Linked DNA regions of Pan troglodytes: region 2 is linked to region 1. Evidence: chromatin contacts called from public Hi-C data. All regions are on one chromosome and are shown on one strand. Each heading gives the region's core, a stretch centred on a gene start, on an enhancer-like site or on the middle of the called end of the contact. The rest is flanking DNA. Distances are from core to core; before and after follow the strand shown. Region 1 overlaps LOC134807542 (a long non-coding RNA gene). Region 2 overlaps LOC104001414 (a long non-coding RNA gene).

The links. Hi-C and Micro-C count contacts between places; a contact is called where the count stands out from the background.
Region 2: a Hi-C map of stem cell-derived neural progenitor cells shows a contact between it and region 1, with 7 times the contacts expected there. The contact joins two enhancer-like sites. A contact is called at or near these places in 4 of 7 Hi-C or Micro-C datasets (blood, induced pluripotent stem cells and stem cell-derived neural progenitor cells), 1 of 1 datasets of contacts at active chromatin or transcription factors (stem cell-derived excitatory neurons) and 1 of 1 other capture datasets (stem cell-derived neural stem cells).

Annotation. Positions count from the first base shown.
Region 1 is chr10:11,052,048-11,059,136 of NHGRI_mPanTro3-v2.0_pri, forward strand. The region is part of intron 1 of LOC134807542 (a long non-coding RNA gene); the gene reads left to right. Among named protein-coding and RNA genes, the nearest start is that of PARP11, 7.9 kb to the left of the region's middle. Within about 2 kb of position 3,579, at least 6 of the 24 cell types and tissues checked have an H3K27ac peak or open chromatin away from gene starts, as enhancers often do. A contact at or near this core is called in stem cell-derived neural progenitor cells and stem cell-derived neural stem cells, where this site is marked.
Region 2 is chr10:11,197,142-11,204,212 of NHGRI_mPanTro3-v2.0_pri, forward strand. The region is part of intron 2 of LOC104001414 (a long non-coding RNA gene); the gene reads left to right. Among named protein-coding and RNA genes, the nearest start is that of PARP11, 150 kb to the left of the region's middle. Within about 2 kb of position 2,545, at least 12 of the 24 cell types and tissues checked have an H3K27ac peak or open chromatin away from gene starts, as enhancers often do. A contact at or near this core is called in stem cell-derived neural progenitor cells and stem cell-derived neural stem cells, where this site is marked.

The DNA of each region.
Region 1 (7,089 bases), core at 2,329-4,828:
TTTCAAAATTGAACTCAATCCTCTCCTCTCAAACTCTGTTGCTACTATATCAACTAAGTTGCTACTATATCAACTAAGTTTGTGAAATATTTTCAGTCCTATGCTGACATTTCAGCAATGTTCACAGCATCATCGCCAGAAGTAGATTCTATCTCAGGAAACTTTCTTTGCTCATCCGTAAGAAGCAACTCCTCATTGGTTCAAGTTTCATCATGAGATTGCAGCAATTCAGTCACATCTTCAGGCTCCACTTCTAATTCTAGTTCTCTTGCTATTTCCATCACATCTGTAGTGACTGCCCTCCACTGAAGTCTTAAATCCCTAAAAGTCATCCATAAGGACTGCAATCAACTTCTTTCAAACTCCTGTTAATGTTGGTATTTTAATCTTCTCCCATGAATCATGAATATTCTTAATATTATTTACAATGGTAAATTATATTCAAAAGGTTTTCAAATTATTTGTTCAAATCCATCAAAGGAATCACTATATATGGCAGCTATACCTTTACAAAATGTATTCCTTAAATAATAAGACTCGATAGTCAAAATAACTCCTTGATCTATGGGCTACAGAATGGATGGTGTGTTAGCAGGCATGAAAACAACATTAATTTCCTTGTACATCCTTATCTGAGCTCTTGGGTAACCAGGCACATTGTTAATGAGCAATAATATTTTGAAATAAATCTTTTTTTCCGATGAGTAGGTCTCAACAATGGGCTAAAAATATTCAGTAAACCATGCTGTCAACAGAGGTGCTGTCATCTAGGCTTTGTTGTTCCATTTCGAGAGCACAGACAGAGTAGATTTAACATCATTCTTAAGGGCTCTAAGGTTTTCAGAAATGGTAAATGAACACTGCCTTCAACTTAGTCATCAGCTGCATTTGCTCCTAAAAAGAGAGTCAGCTTTTTCTTTGAAGCTTTGAGGCCAGGCATTGACTTTTACTCTCTAGCTATGAAAGTGCTAGATGGCATGTTCTTCCAATAGAAGGCTGTTTTGCTTACATTGAAAATCTGTTGTTCAGTGGAGCCACCTTCATCAATAATTTCAACTAGATCTTTTGGATCACATGCTGTAGCTTCCCCACCAGCCCTGTTGCTTCACCTTGCACTTTTATGTTATGGAGATGGCTTCTTTCTTTTTTTTTTCTGTTTTGAGACGGAGTCTCACTCTGTCGCCCAGGTTGGAGTGCAGTGGTGCCATCTCGGCTCACTGCAAGCTCTGCCTCCCGGGTCTACGCCATTCTCCTGCCTCAGCCTCCCAAGTAGCTGGGACTACAGGTGCCCGCCACCACACCCAGCTAATTTTTTTGTATTTTTTTAGTAGAGACAGGGTTTCACCGTGTTGGCCAGGATGGTCTCGATCTCCTGACCTCGTGATCCACTCGCCTCAGCCCCTCAAAGTGCTGGCATTGCAGGCATGAGCCACTGCGCCCGGCCCATGGAGATCTCTTCTTTCTTAAACCTCATTAACCAACCTCTGATAGCTTCAAGCATCTTCTGCAGCTTCTTCACTTCTCTAAGCCTTAATAGAATTGAAGAGAGTTAGGGCCTTGCTCTGGATTAGGCTGTGTTGTGGCTGGTTTGATCTTCTATCCAGACCACTGAAACTTTCTCCATAGCAGCAATACAGTTTTTTTCACTTTCTTATCATTGTGTGTTTACTGGAGTAGCACTTTTAAGAATTTTCCCTTTGCATTCACAACTTGGCTGTTTGGTACAACAGACCTAGATGTTGGCCTATCTTGGCTTTTGACACACTTTCCTCACTAAGCTTAATCATTTCTAGTTTTGATTTAAAGTGAGAGACGTGTGTTCTTCCCTTTGCTTAAACACTTAGAGGCCATTGTAGGGTTATTAATTGGCCTACTTTCAATATTGTTGTGTCTCAGGGAATAAGGAGGCCCGAGGAGAGGGAGAGACACAGGGAAAGGGCTGGTTGATGGAGCAGTCAGAACACACACACATTTATCAGTTAAGTTTGCTATCTTATATGAGTGCGGTTCATAACATCTTGAAACAATTCTAATAGTAACACCAAAAATCACTGATCCCAGATTACCATGACAGATAGAATGATAATGAAAAAATTGGATTATTGTGAGAATTACCAAAATGTGACACAGAAACATAAAGAGAGCACATGCTGTTAGAAAATCGGAACTGATAGACTTGCTTGAGCAGGGTGCCACAGACTTTCAGTTTGTTAAAAAAAAGAAAAAGGAAAAGAAAAAAAAAAGCAACATCTGTGAAACATGATAAAGCAAAGTGCAATAAATAAAAGAAGGTGCGCCTGCAGACACCATGGAAATAGTGACTAAAGGGAGGATTCACATCTTGGGGAAAACAGGAAGGGAATGGCATGAGATTTCATTATGCTACTCAGAATGGCATGCAATTTTAAACATGAATTATTTATCTCTTGAATCTTATACTTAATATTTTCAGGTGATGGTTGACGGCGGAAAACTGAAATCGCAGGAAGTGAAATTGGGGCTGGGGGAATACCATTGTATAGTTGGCTCTCCATACCCGTGGGTTACACAATCATGCATTCAACCAACCATGGATCAGAAATATTGAGAAAAAAAATAGATGGTTGTGTCTGTACTGACCATGGACAGACATTTTTTTTCTTGTCATTATTCCCTGAACAATACAGTATAACAACTGTTTACATAGCATCTGTACTGTTGTTAGGTAATTTAAACTATACAGGAAGGTATGTGTAGGTTATATGCAAATATGTGTTAGTTATATGCATCATTGTATATCAGGGACTTGAGCATCCCAGGATTTTGGTATCCGAGGAAGGTTCTGGAAGCAACTCCCCATGGATATCAACAGATGACTGTACAAGGCCTGCAATTTCCCCTGATACGTAGCCTAACGCAGGGTATGTATCATCATAGTTCCTTCTGCTTCATAGTTCCAGGCAAAGAGCCACTGCAGTAGAAACTACGCATACTGACCAGGGTCACCAGTTTTCTCAGGAAAACTAAACATTTTACTTTATCTTTCATATTTTCTACATGTGTTCTGGGTGGAAATGTCTTAAGCCATGCTAAACCCGGCCCAGGAATCATGAGTGATGGCAGCCCTCCCTGGAACCCCATGAAGTTTGTTAGATTTTCAAATGCTGAGAGAGTTAGGAGGAAATTCCCAAGGGGAAAGGAAAATCATCAGACGGAGAAAACAGGTAGATGGATGAAGAGAGCAGCAAGGTGAATTTGCGAGAAAAAAAAATCGATCTCTTCTAAGACAATAGAAGGAGGAAAGAGAACGGAGTAAGTGGTGAGATGCAGGATACAGTATTACCTATCACTTTATTGTTATTATCATAACTGTTTTTATCCATAAAGGCCACATTTACAACCAGAATTTGGGGAGCTGTAGGAAAGGATATGGGAGACAGGCTGGATTCGACAGAAAGGAAGAAGGCGCAAAAGGAAAGCCGAGGGGGCCAGGAGAGGGTGAGGGAGGAAGGGGAGAAAAAGCTGCATTTGTGCCCATCCGCCTTGAACATAAAGACCCAGCCTCCGTCTGAAAAAGAGCCAACAATGAGGCAGCCCCAGAATCAGCCCTGCTGTTGAAGTCTGACACGTTAACAACCCCAGCAGGAATTAAGAGGTGAAATAAGCAGATGAAACATTCACCGAAGCCGAGATAAGCATTCCTGGAAAGGAATTTTTCAAAAAATCAAAATGAATTTCACAAATCTTCCTAATTAGGAAACATGACAAGGAATTAAATTCAACCTAAAAAAAAATGAAGTGCTAAATAACTCACCCACGCTAAATGGAAAGGCTCTATTGAGAATACCACTGATTATTAGTTTTCGCTGCTCCGGGAAATTATCTACGCACAATGATGGACATCAGCATTCAGCTCACAGCGGCAGTCAAAAGCAGCAGCTGAGATGTGTGGCCATCCTAATTAGAGGATGGAGAATTCTGAAAAGACTCTGGAGCTGTGACATTCCTGGCTGGGGCTTTCCTTCCAGGAATGCCACATTAGGGTTTTGGTCATCACGTTTAAAAAAAAAAAAAAAAAAAGGACTTAATAGGAATGATCCGGAAAGGGACAACAGAAATGACTTTAAAAAGAGCGTGAGAAGCTTTGAGGTTCAGAACAGAAAACAGGAAAAGACTTCCATAAGAAATAATTTTTAAAATTAGGAGAGAGGGAGGTAAGTAAAAGCCTCGGGTGGTGGGAAGGGCAGCCAAAAGGTATACTGCCTGGACTTAGGTCACTCCAGACATGTGAGGGTTTAGCCTGTTTCTAATGAGCACACCCAGGGGTGTCAAGAAATTACAACAGATTATCTAATATGAATTAGCCTTCAATTCTTCATTCAATAAATATTTAGCAAGCACCCTCCATGTTCCAGGCACTGTCTGTAGCCTCTTGAATAGATCAGGGAACAAAATAGATTTTAAAAGCCTCTGCCTTTATGGGATTTACATGCTAGTGGGTGGGCAGGCCTTGGGGTAGGGACATGTGGAGATAGACAATAATAGATAATAAATAAGTACATTGTATAGCGTGTTCTAAGGTGATAAGAACTATAGAAAAAAACATAGATCAGGATAAGGAATGTTGGGAGTACTCAGGATGCCCCTGGTTGAGAAGAGAACATTTAAGGAAAAACTTGGAGGAGGTAAGGCAGTGAAAGTAATAGATATCTAGACAAAAGGTATTCCATGCAGAGGGAGCAGCTGGTACAAGCTTCCCAAGCAGCAATATGCCTCACGTGCTAAGGAAGAGTGAGGGGAGAGAGAGTGAGTGTGTGTGTGTCTACGTGTGTCTATGTGTATTTGGAAAATTAGGAGTGGGGGGATGATATGCAGATTGAACAGGGCGTGGTATAATAATTAACAAATACTTACATTTAGTAAGCAGTGTTATAAGTGACACTTACAACAATGTCAGGCAGTTAGTATGTGCCTGACGCTGTTATAAGCTCTGTTAACAAATATAATTTGCACAAGCACCCCACGGAAGTAGCTACTCTTATTACCCTCATTTTACCTCTAAGGGATCTGAGACACAAAGAGATCAGTTAGCCTGTCCAAGGTCAAGCACTGGAGGCTTGGTGCGTGGATTTAGAGCCCACACTCCTAGTTGCTGCCTCATGCCATCTCTCAATGTGGTTTTAAGCCATCTACTTCTGATTCCAGTTCTGATTACTTAACCTCGATTGGATTTCAGTGTACTCCCTAGGATAAATTTATGTTTCTCTTAAAAAAAAAAAAAAAAAAGCAGCGTGGCTCACTGCTTTATCACTCATGACCGTTCCTGGCCCTTTGTTCCTTTCCCCTACCAATTCAGGAGCCGCTATTTTCTGCTAGTTTATCCCTGAAGTCCATTATTTCTGCCCAGCAAATAAAGCAAATGTCTATGGATAGAACTTCAGTTCAGTTTGTGAGGGAGTAGGGGTGGTGCTTCTCTGGTTTAATAACGCCCTACAGATAACTAAGAGGCAGAACAGAGCATACACTGAGTTAAAAGCTAGGTGTCACTATTTCTTATACTCCAAAAGGCACTGTGTGGAGGGGTGTGTTTTAACACAACCATCACCAGCTCCAGCTTCTCAAGATCTCTGTCCTGTTTTCTCAAGACACAGCACTTTTATGCTGAAAACCATTGAAATGTAAAGCCATTGAACTTTAAATGGATGAGTTATACGTGAATTACACCTCAACAAAGCTGTTAAAATAATTACATAATTTTTGTAAATGACAAGATCTTGGCTTTTACCTCCCCTGTTGACCTCCCTGCCTGACTTCCATCCTCCCTCACATACCTTCATGGGGCACGGAACCATACTCAGAAAGAGGATCACCATTCCAGAACCCCAAGCACTCCATCCAACATTACAACTTTGTTTTAACTCCAGGGATTACAGCAGTATGCCAAGGAAAATAAATGACTCTTTACCATTAGATCTTCAGTACCAATTTTCTTTATTAGAAAAAAAAAATCTAACTTTTTTTTTTTTTTTTTTTTGAGATGGAGTCTTGCTCTGTCGCCCAGGCTGGAGTGCAGTGGCCCGATCTCGGCTCGGCTCACTGCAACCTCCACCTCCCGGGTTCACGCCATTCTTCTGCCTCAGCCTCCCGAGTAGCTGGGACTACAGGCACCCACCACCATGCCTGGCTAACTTTTTTGTATTTTTAGTAGAGACGGGGTTTCACTGTGTTAGCCAGGATGGCTTCGATCTCCTGATCTCGTGATCCACCCGCCTCAGCCTCCCAAAGTGCTGGGATTACAGGCGTGAGCCACCGCGCCCAGCTTCTAACATTATTTTTAATGTTAAAGCAAATGTGTATATTATGAAGCAGAAGGCAATATTCACTTACATAGGGCTTTTTAAAAATTTTTGAGACAGAGCCTCCCTCTGTCACCCAGGCTGGAGTGCAATGGCGTGATCTCGGCTCACTGCAACCTCCACCTCCTGGGTTTGAAGTAGGTTCTTGTGTGTGGTTAGCTGCTTTAAGCTGGAGTGGGAACAGTGTATGTCCTCTGCCAGTTGTGGAGACAGAGAGATTGAGATACACTGTCAGTGGCTAAAACAGGAGACTCAGGAACTGATCCAAGCTCAGTACCGCTATATTATGTGATATTGTGCATAACATCCCATTTTGGGGCCTCAGTTTCCCAACTAAAAAATGAGATGATTGAACCAGGTGATCTCCAAGGTTGCTGCCATCTCTCAAAGTCCATGATTTGGTGTCATACTGACACAAATCAGATTCTGGGCTCAGATTCATCAGCACCAAGATGCCCAGAGATGTAGGAAGCAAAAGATACAGTGCCTGTCTTTGTGGAATTTTTCATCTACTGAGGGAGACTATGAAGTGAATTTACAAACCATCCAAAGGACACAAGAGGCAAGAAGCAGCTGAGAATCATGAATGATCAGAAATCTGGTGCAGATCACTCGCTTTGAATCAACTGTGCACCTAAACGACAAGGAGACTCTTACCCGGCCAACCCCTGCGCCCTTTGGGCCAGGACAACTTGACACAAAGGCACTTGCTGTTGATCTTGTGCGTGGCCCCAAATCACAGCGTAAGAAACTC
Region 2 (7,071 bases), core at 1,295-3,794, 140 kb after region 1:
AGTAAATATTTGCTGAATAAGTGAGGGAATTCTTCACTTCATACATTCTTCACTGCTAGAAAGCATTCAGACCAGATGAGGAGCATAAGGCTTGGAAGGACAGTGACTTGCTAGAGGGGCAAGAGGGAATGGGAGGGAATACCTAGGACCCGTAGGGGTGAGGGCAGGCCAGCTTCTGAATCACAGCTGAGGGGATAATACCTAGAAAAGTTTCTTGCCATGCGTAAAGCTTCCCTGCCTTAGCATCTTCCTTTAGAGATAACTATGACTGGCACCCAGATCACATTGGTAATTCAAAGAAACAGCAGTATAAATTTTATTTATTTATTTATTTATTTAGAGGGAGTTTTGCTCTTGTTGCCCAGGCTGGAGTGCAGTGGCATGATCTTGGCTCACCGCAGCCTCTGCCTAACAGGTTCAAGCGATTCTCCTGCCTCAACCTCCTGAGTAGCTGAGATTACAGGAATGCGCCACCACGCCTGGCTAATTTTGTATTTTTAGTAGAGACGGTGTTTCTTCATGTTGGTCAGGCTGGTCTCAAACTCCCGACCTCAGGTGATCTGCCCGTCTCGGCCTCCCAAAGTGCTGGGATTACAGGCCTAAGCCACTGTGCCCCACCTAACAGCAGTATACATTTTAAAAGAAATTTATTTTTTGACCAAGTTTTGGGATGCATTTTTTAGTCCAATAAAAAATACAGGCAGCTGGGCATGGTGGCTCACACCTGTAATCCCAGCACTGTGGGAGGCTGAGGCGGGGGGATCACTTGAGCCTAGGAGTTCGAGATCAGCCTGGGCAATATGGCGAAACCTTGTGTCTAGAAAAAAATACAAAAATTAGCCAAGTGTGGTGGGGTGCACCTGTAGTCCCAGCTACTCGGGAGGCTGAGGTGGGAGGATCACTTGAGTCCAGGGAGCTCAAGGCTGCAGTGAGCCATGATTGTGACCACCACTCCAGCCTGGGCAACAGTGAGACCCTGTCTCAAAAAAAAAAAAAAAAAAAAGGATGTGTGCATATACACATATTTACACACATATGGTAGGTATACATCTATATATACATGTATCTGGTAGGCTAAGCCTACCACATATCAGAACAGACACCAAAATAAACAAAATATCAGAAAAGATGAGCAAAATTTTTAACTAAATGGACACTTTGGATACTGCTCCATGGTAGAAAAGGCTGTACTGTGTAGCTAGTGTTCTGTAGATTCTGGAAAGGAAATCTCTTGTTTACGATTGTGCTGCTTAGCTTATAATAGATACACCATAAATATTTGTTGAATGAATAAAGGAATGGAACTTTCATTGGTATGGAAAGAGTCCTGAAGGGCAGGGGCAAAACCACAGCATCTAAAGTGCGAAAGCCATCTGTTCTAGCAATTTATTTGCTATTTCTTGGAAAGCCTATTATTTTATAATCCAATTTCCTGACAGAAGTAGAAGCCCATAGGTTCTAACACCTTTGGCTATTTGAACCTAGGTAAGTTATCTAACCTGTCTCAACTTCCACCGCCTTATCTGTTAAATAGGTATGATAATTCTTTACTTACCTGGGGATAATTTAACTGTTCTGATGGGGTACAAAATAGAAGTGGCCTCTGTCTTTTCTAGTGGAAGAGATAGTAAGCAAATAAAATTAGAAAATTACAGCTTTGAATATAGGCATGATGGAAAACCGCAGGGTGTCACGTGGGAGTAGCAGTGGGACCTCATTCAGATTGGGGCACAGGGAAGGCTTCACTAGTAAAGTGCCATTTATGCGGAGACCTGAAGGGTGAGTTAGGAATTGGCCAAGAGATAGTGAAGGAAACAGCATGCGCAAAGGCCTGAGGCAGGAAAAAGCTGGGGGAGAGAGGCAGTAATTTCAAGCAGCCCAGAAAGACCGCTGGGATAAAGCTGGATGGAGAGGGACAGAGACACTCAGAGGTTCTAAGGTGGGGGAATGACATGATGCCCTTTACATGTTGAGAAAAGCACTTGGGCCGCTGCGTGGAAAATTGTTTGGGGCTGAAGTATAAGAACTGGATCTCGGTTCTTACAAGAACCTGAATCTTAGCGCCAAGGAGTCTAATGATCCTGCTCAAACCTCTCATTTGAAACACGAGAAAAAAACCCAAAACACAAGAACTACAGTTGTGAGAAGCCTTGGCCAGGATCGCACGTTAATCTGGTTGTAATGTAGCTGCGAACTAGGGTCTTTGACTGCTCTTCCGCGATTTATGAGCCCGTGCCCCCCTCCCCCCGCTGCCTTCTGCAATGGTGGGGTGGCCAGGAGATGACTGCCGGGCGTCGGAGTTTTGAGGCAGGCGAGGGTGGCTCGCAGGCCAGGCTCCTGCGGTCCGGGGAAGATGCGCAGCAATGCGCCTCCAAGCCGGGCCTAGGCCGAGCGCCTCTCGCCGCCGCGCACATTCCGGAGAGGGACCGCGGGGCTCAAAGGGCCTGCGGCGTAGGTGGCTCATCCCTTTCCTTGGCTTTCCCTCCAGGGCCATACTGGCCGAAACCCACTGCCTGAGCCTCCCGCCCGCGCGCCGCGCCCCCGCCCAGGGCCGGGAAACGAGCAGGGACAACTCCCCGCCCGCGCCTCCCCGCGCCCGGCGGCCCGGCTAGCAACCCAGAGGCGCGGCGCTGCGATTGGCTGCGCGGGGGAGAAGCGGCGCTGCGCTGCTCCAATCGCCGGCCGCGCCTGGAGGCCGCGCCGCCAGGAGGCCGCGGACGCGTGCTCGCATGCCTGTGGTATTTGCTCAGAGGGGCATGACCACTTCGGGCAAGTCTTTAAATGTGAGTCAGCTTTCGGCCGATCCCTGGGAAAAATTCCTTCGGTGTTGTCAGGCAGGGTTCGCTAGCTGCAGCTTTTTTTTTTTTTTTTTTTAAACAATTCAAAAGGAATAATCCCGCTGAATGGGGAAAGGCATTCGGACCCCGTCTCCCCGGAGGAGAGGCCGTGGGCAGTGCCGGGGGCCAGGCCTCCCCGACTCCGGGCGGCCCCGAGGGGCTGGTTTTCTGGAGGGTCAGGGCACCTGCCCTTTCTTCCCTGCGCCCTCTCCCCAACTTCAGCAGGGCACAAAGGGCCGGGGGGCACGTAGACCGCGGGGCGAGCAGTGCCCCCTGGAGTTGTGCGCCACATCTACCCGTCGTGGGGAATGCCCGGTCCCGGCCTCCCTTTCTCCCCTCTCTCCGCGCTTCTGCTCCTGGACCCGGCCTGGGGAAGCCGAGCGGTCCTATGTCATCTCTCCACCTCCCTAAGCTTCAGTTTCCTCATGGGCGAAGGGAAAGGCGGACAGTAGAGGAAGTGAGCTGGCCTGGGAGTGTGGAAACTTGGTGTGTTCTCCCAGCTTAGTCTTACTAACGTGCTTGGGCAAGCCCCTTCTGCACTCCCGGCCTCAGTTTCCCCATCTGTAAGATGAGAGAGCCGGTCTGGAAGAGTCCATGAGTGTAGTGACATCAGGCGATCGCGGTACCCCTTCCTGGGGCCTGTGGGCGCGGGGTGGATAAAGCCCTGTGACTTGCCCGCCTGCTCGCGCAACTCCATGCTGCTCCCCCAGGCCACCCAGCTTCCCCTCCCAACGTCATCTTAGAGACGCTCAGTAGGCAGGATTGGGAGCATCAAGGGGAAAGAAGACCAAAAAAGGCCGAGGGCTGAGGGAAGTGAGTTGGGACTGGAGGGATTTATGTGCAATTTGATTTTAAACGAACATCTTGTGCAGAAGAAGAGGCAATTTGGCACCTGTTACTGGTGGGTTAATAGCTTAGGCACTCTTGGTAATGGGGATACAATACTGTGAAGACCAGATTAGCCGACTGTGGCAGCAAATTATGAGTTGACCGGAGGCTGGGTGCGGTGACTCATTCCTGTAATCCCAGCACTTTGGGAGGCCGAGGTGGGTGGATCACCTGAGGTCAGGAGTTCGAGACCAGCTTGGCCAACATGGTGAAACCCCGTCTCTATTAAAAATACGAAACATTAGCCGGGCGTGGTGGCAACTGCCTGTAATCCCAGCTACTCGGAAGGCTGAGGCAGGAGAATCGTTTGAACCTGGGAGGCGGAGGTTGCAGTGAGCCGAGGTTGCACCATTGCACTCCAACATGGGCAACAAGAGTGAGACTCCGTCTAAAAAAAAAAAAAAAAAAAAAAGAGTTGACCAGAGAGATGCCAGAGAATCTCTGCGCTTGGGAATCTTTGAAAGATAAGGCAGGCACCACCCTCCCTCCTTTGAAGGGCTTTGAAATCCAGGCAGAGTGAAACTCTTAGAGCGCTCTGAATCAAGAGACCACTGGAGCACTGGCTACTTCTGTGTGTGAGAAGTGTGGTTTGGTAAAAAAGAGCATTGCACTGTGCTGCTAACACAGGGGTGTGACCTTGGGCAAGTCACTTGCCTATTCTCAGTCTCCTTTTCATCTGCAGCAGGATGAGGGATTGAGCTAATTGACCTCTTAAAGTCCCTTACAACTCTGACACTCCACGATGAAATGGAATAATGTGTGAGTAATTGCTTTGAAAACTGCATAGCACTAGGGGTCTTTTTGTTGTTATTTTTATATAGATAAAGGTGACCTGAGAGTTCATTAAACTCTGAAACTGGTTGTAAATCAGGCCATCCACAGCCTACCAGCTGAGATTGCAACAGGGCATTTTTTGGCGACAGGGTTTCTCTGGCCTGTGAATCAGTATTATTTATTCTGTTTGTACTGTCAGTTCCTGCCCTGGTTTTGTAGCCTGAGGCAGCCACTCTTCGCACTCTGCCTTGGTTTCTCCACCTCACTTGCCTTCTCCAACTTCTTGTGATTCAGATGAATCATGCTATGCCTTTGCCAAGCTTGGATCTCCTGGAAACAGGACTGCAAATTTGGAGGAAGAAAAACGAGAACCAGATTGGTTTGCCACAACTAACTTTGACCATTCTCCTTTTTCCTTCTCTGTGATCTTCCAGTTGTATGGGGGGCTCTGGGATGTATGCAGATGGGGAGGGGGAATAGGCTGAAGATTGAGAAAGAAAAAGGCAGGTGCCAATCATAAAGGAAAGGATTTAAAAATGTATTCCTACCAATTCAGAAATAGGGAAAGACATCTAAACCATCAGGAGGGTCAGATGATCATTATGCACTATACAAAAAAGAGTTCCTAGACTGGAAACCTGGTGCAGAGTTTAGTTCTGCTTGGGCAGGTCAGGGTAGTCTTCAGAAGGGGGTGATATCTGGGATATTTCTTAAGGAGAAAGAGCAGTTTTTCTTGTAGTGAGAAGTGCATCTAGCCTGTGGGTAGGGCCTGAGCAAGGCAGAAAGTGAGACTGTGTAGTGGGGCTAGCGTCTCCTAGGAAAGGCCAGTCGCCAGGTATGTTGTGAGCTCAGGTGAAGATGGCAGAACTGGAGCTGGAAGGCAGAGTTATAAATGGTTTTATCTGTCCTCTTAAGAAATTTGGACTTTATTTTGTAGGAAATGGAGAATAGCTAGTCTTTTGAATAGGTGGGAGAGATCAGTGGTAGGAACATTGTTTTTCAAACTTCAGGTTATACAGGGAAATTCAGGTCATGACTGACATTTGAAAAATAGAATGGATGAGAATAGAATGGAATAGAAAAATATGAAAATCTGTGTGTGCTGTAAGTATTGGTTCATGAAATGTGTTTGTGTGTGTGTGATTGTGTATGTTCTGAATCATGGTATGAAATATACTTATTATTGTGGGTCGTGGTAACAAAGTCTGAATCCACTGGAATTCAGACCCTTCATGCTGAATCGAGGAGGATGGATTGGAGGGGGAGGGACAAGAAGTTCTTGCAGGCAGGACAGGTGACTTGCATTCTGTCCCACTTCAAGCTCTCAAGAAGGAAATTGCTTAACTTTTGAAAAGAGTTAACCGATCTCTTCCAAGTCCTCCTCTGCAGAGGAAAGATGATTATATTTGCCCTGCAGAGTAATGGAGGAGACTACTAAAGTATTTGGTACCCTGCTTCATTGGCAGGGCATGTTGCCTAACAGTGCAGATGCTGTGGATCAATAGTTGGGACTCGGTTCCTTCCAGTCTCTACCACGCATCCACATGGCTGTGGTACAAATCATGATCCTGTGAACTAAAAATGATGCTAGTTTTCCATTTTTCCAGTGAAACATTTGCAATTCCTATAGCCAGCATTTTGGGATAGCATAGCCCATGACTGGTATTCAGGCATCAGTTTAGTGAAGATGGGAGACATCATCCCCAAAACATGAATAATAGCCTTATATTTAAAGCACTTAAGAAGGCTACTTCATAACCTCCCTCAGTCAGTAATATCAGTGGTCTTAACAGACCTGAGGGTTGGGGAGCCTTTGGGGATAATGAATTCACTCCCGATGCAGTCATAGAACATCTCCTATTCTGCTGGTCTCAGAAAAACTGGAGAGCAGCTGGCTACCATCTGCCCTATGACATGCCCATTACTTTAAGACTGTTTCTGGGAGTCAATGTTTGCTTTTTCTCAGGCAGCCTTATATGCAACAAGGGCCCATTTACTTTCCTGAGTCCAGCCATGTGGAGAATGTTGCTCTCTTGCAGCAATACAACATGGTCCAACTCGTTTCTTTTTAAGGTGACTGACACTGTGCACATTTGGTTACATGTTGTACACATCCATGTCCTCTTCCTCTTTCCTTACCCAAACCAGACTCTATGCATTTGGTCCAAACCAGACTCTATGCATTTGGTCCAGACACCACTTCAGTTTACATAACTCCAGACACAGTCTCATGGTTGCACCTTCAGGGCAAGCATACCTACATCTCTCTTCAGACTCCATACATGTACATGTTCTTTTTCTGAGTGGGAACTGTTCAAGTTTCCTTGATCCTGACTGGTTCTTAATCCATAATAACAGAGCAGTGCGCCATGATCTGAATGCCACTTTGTGCCAGTCACTTTTAAGCAAACTTTAAGAGACATTATTAACTGTCTTTTGCAGATAAAGAAATTGAAGCATGGATATTGTTCATAATTGCACATCTAGTTAATAATCAAGTTGAGTTGCAAAACGAAGTTTCTTTAGATTGCAGTCTCATGCTTTGACTCCTGAGATACTCTCCTTTCCCTGA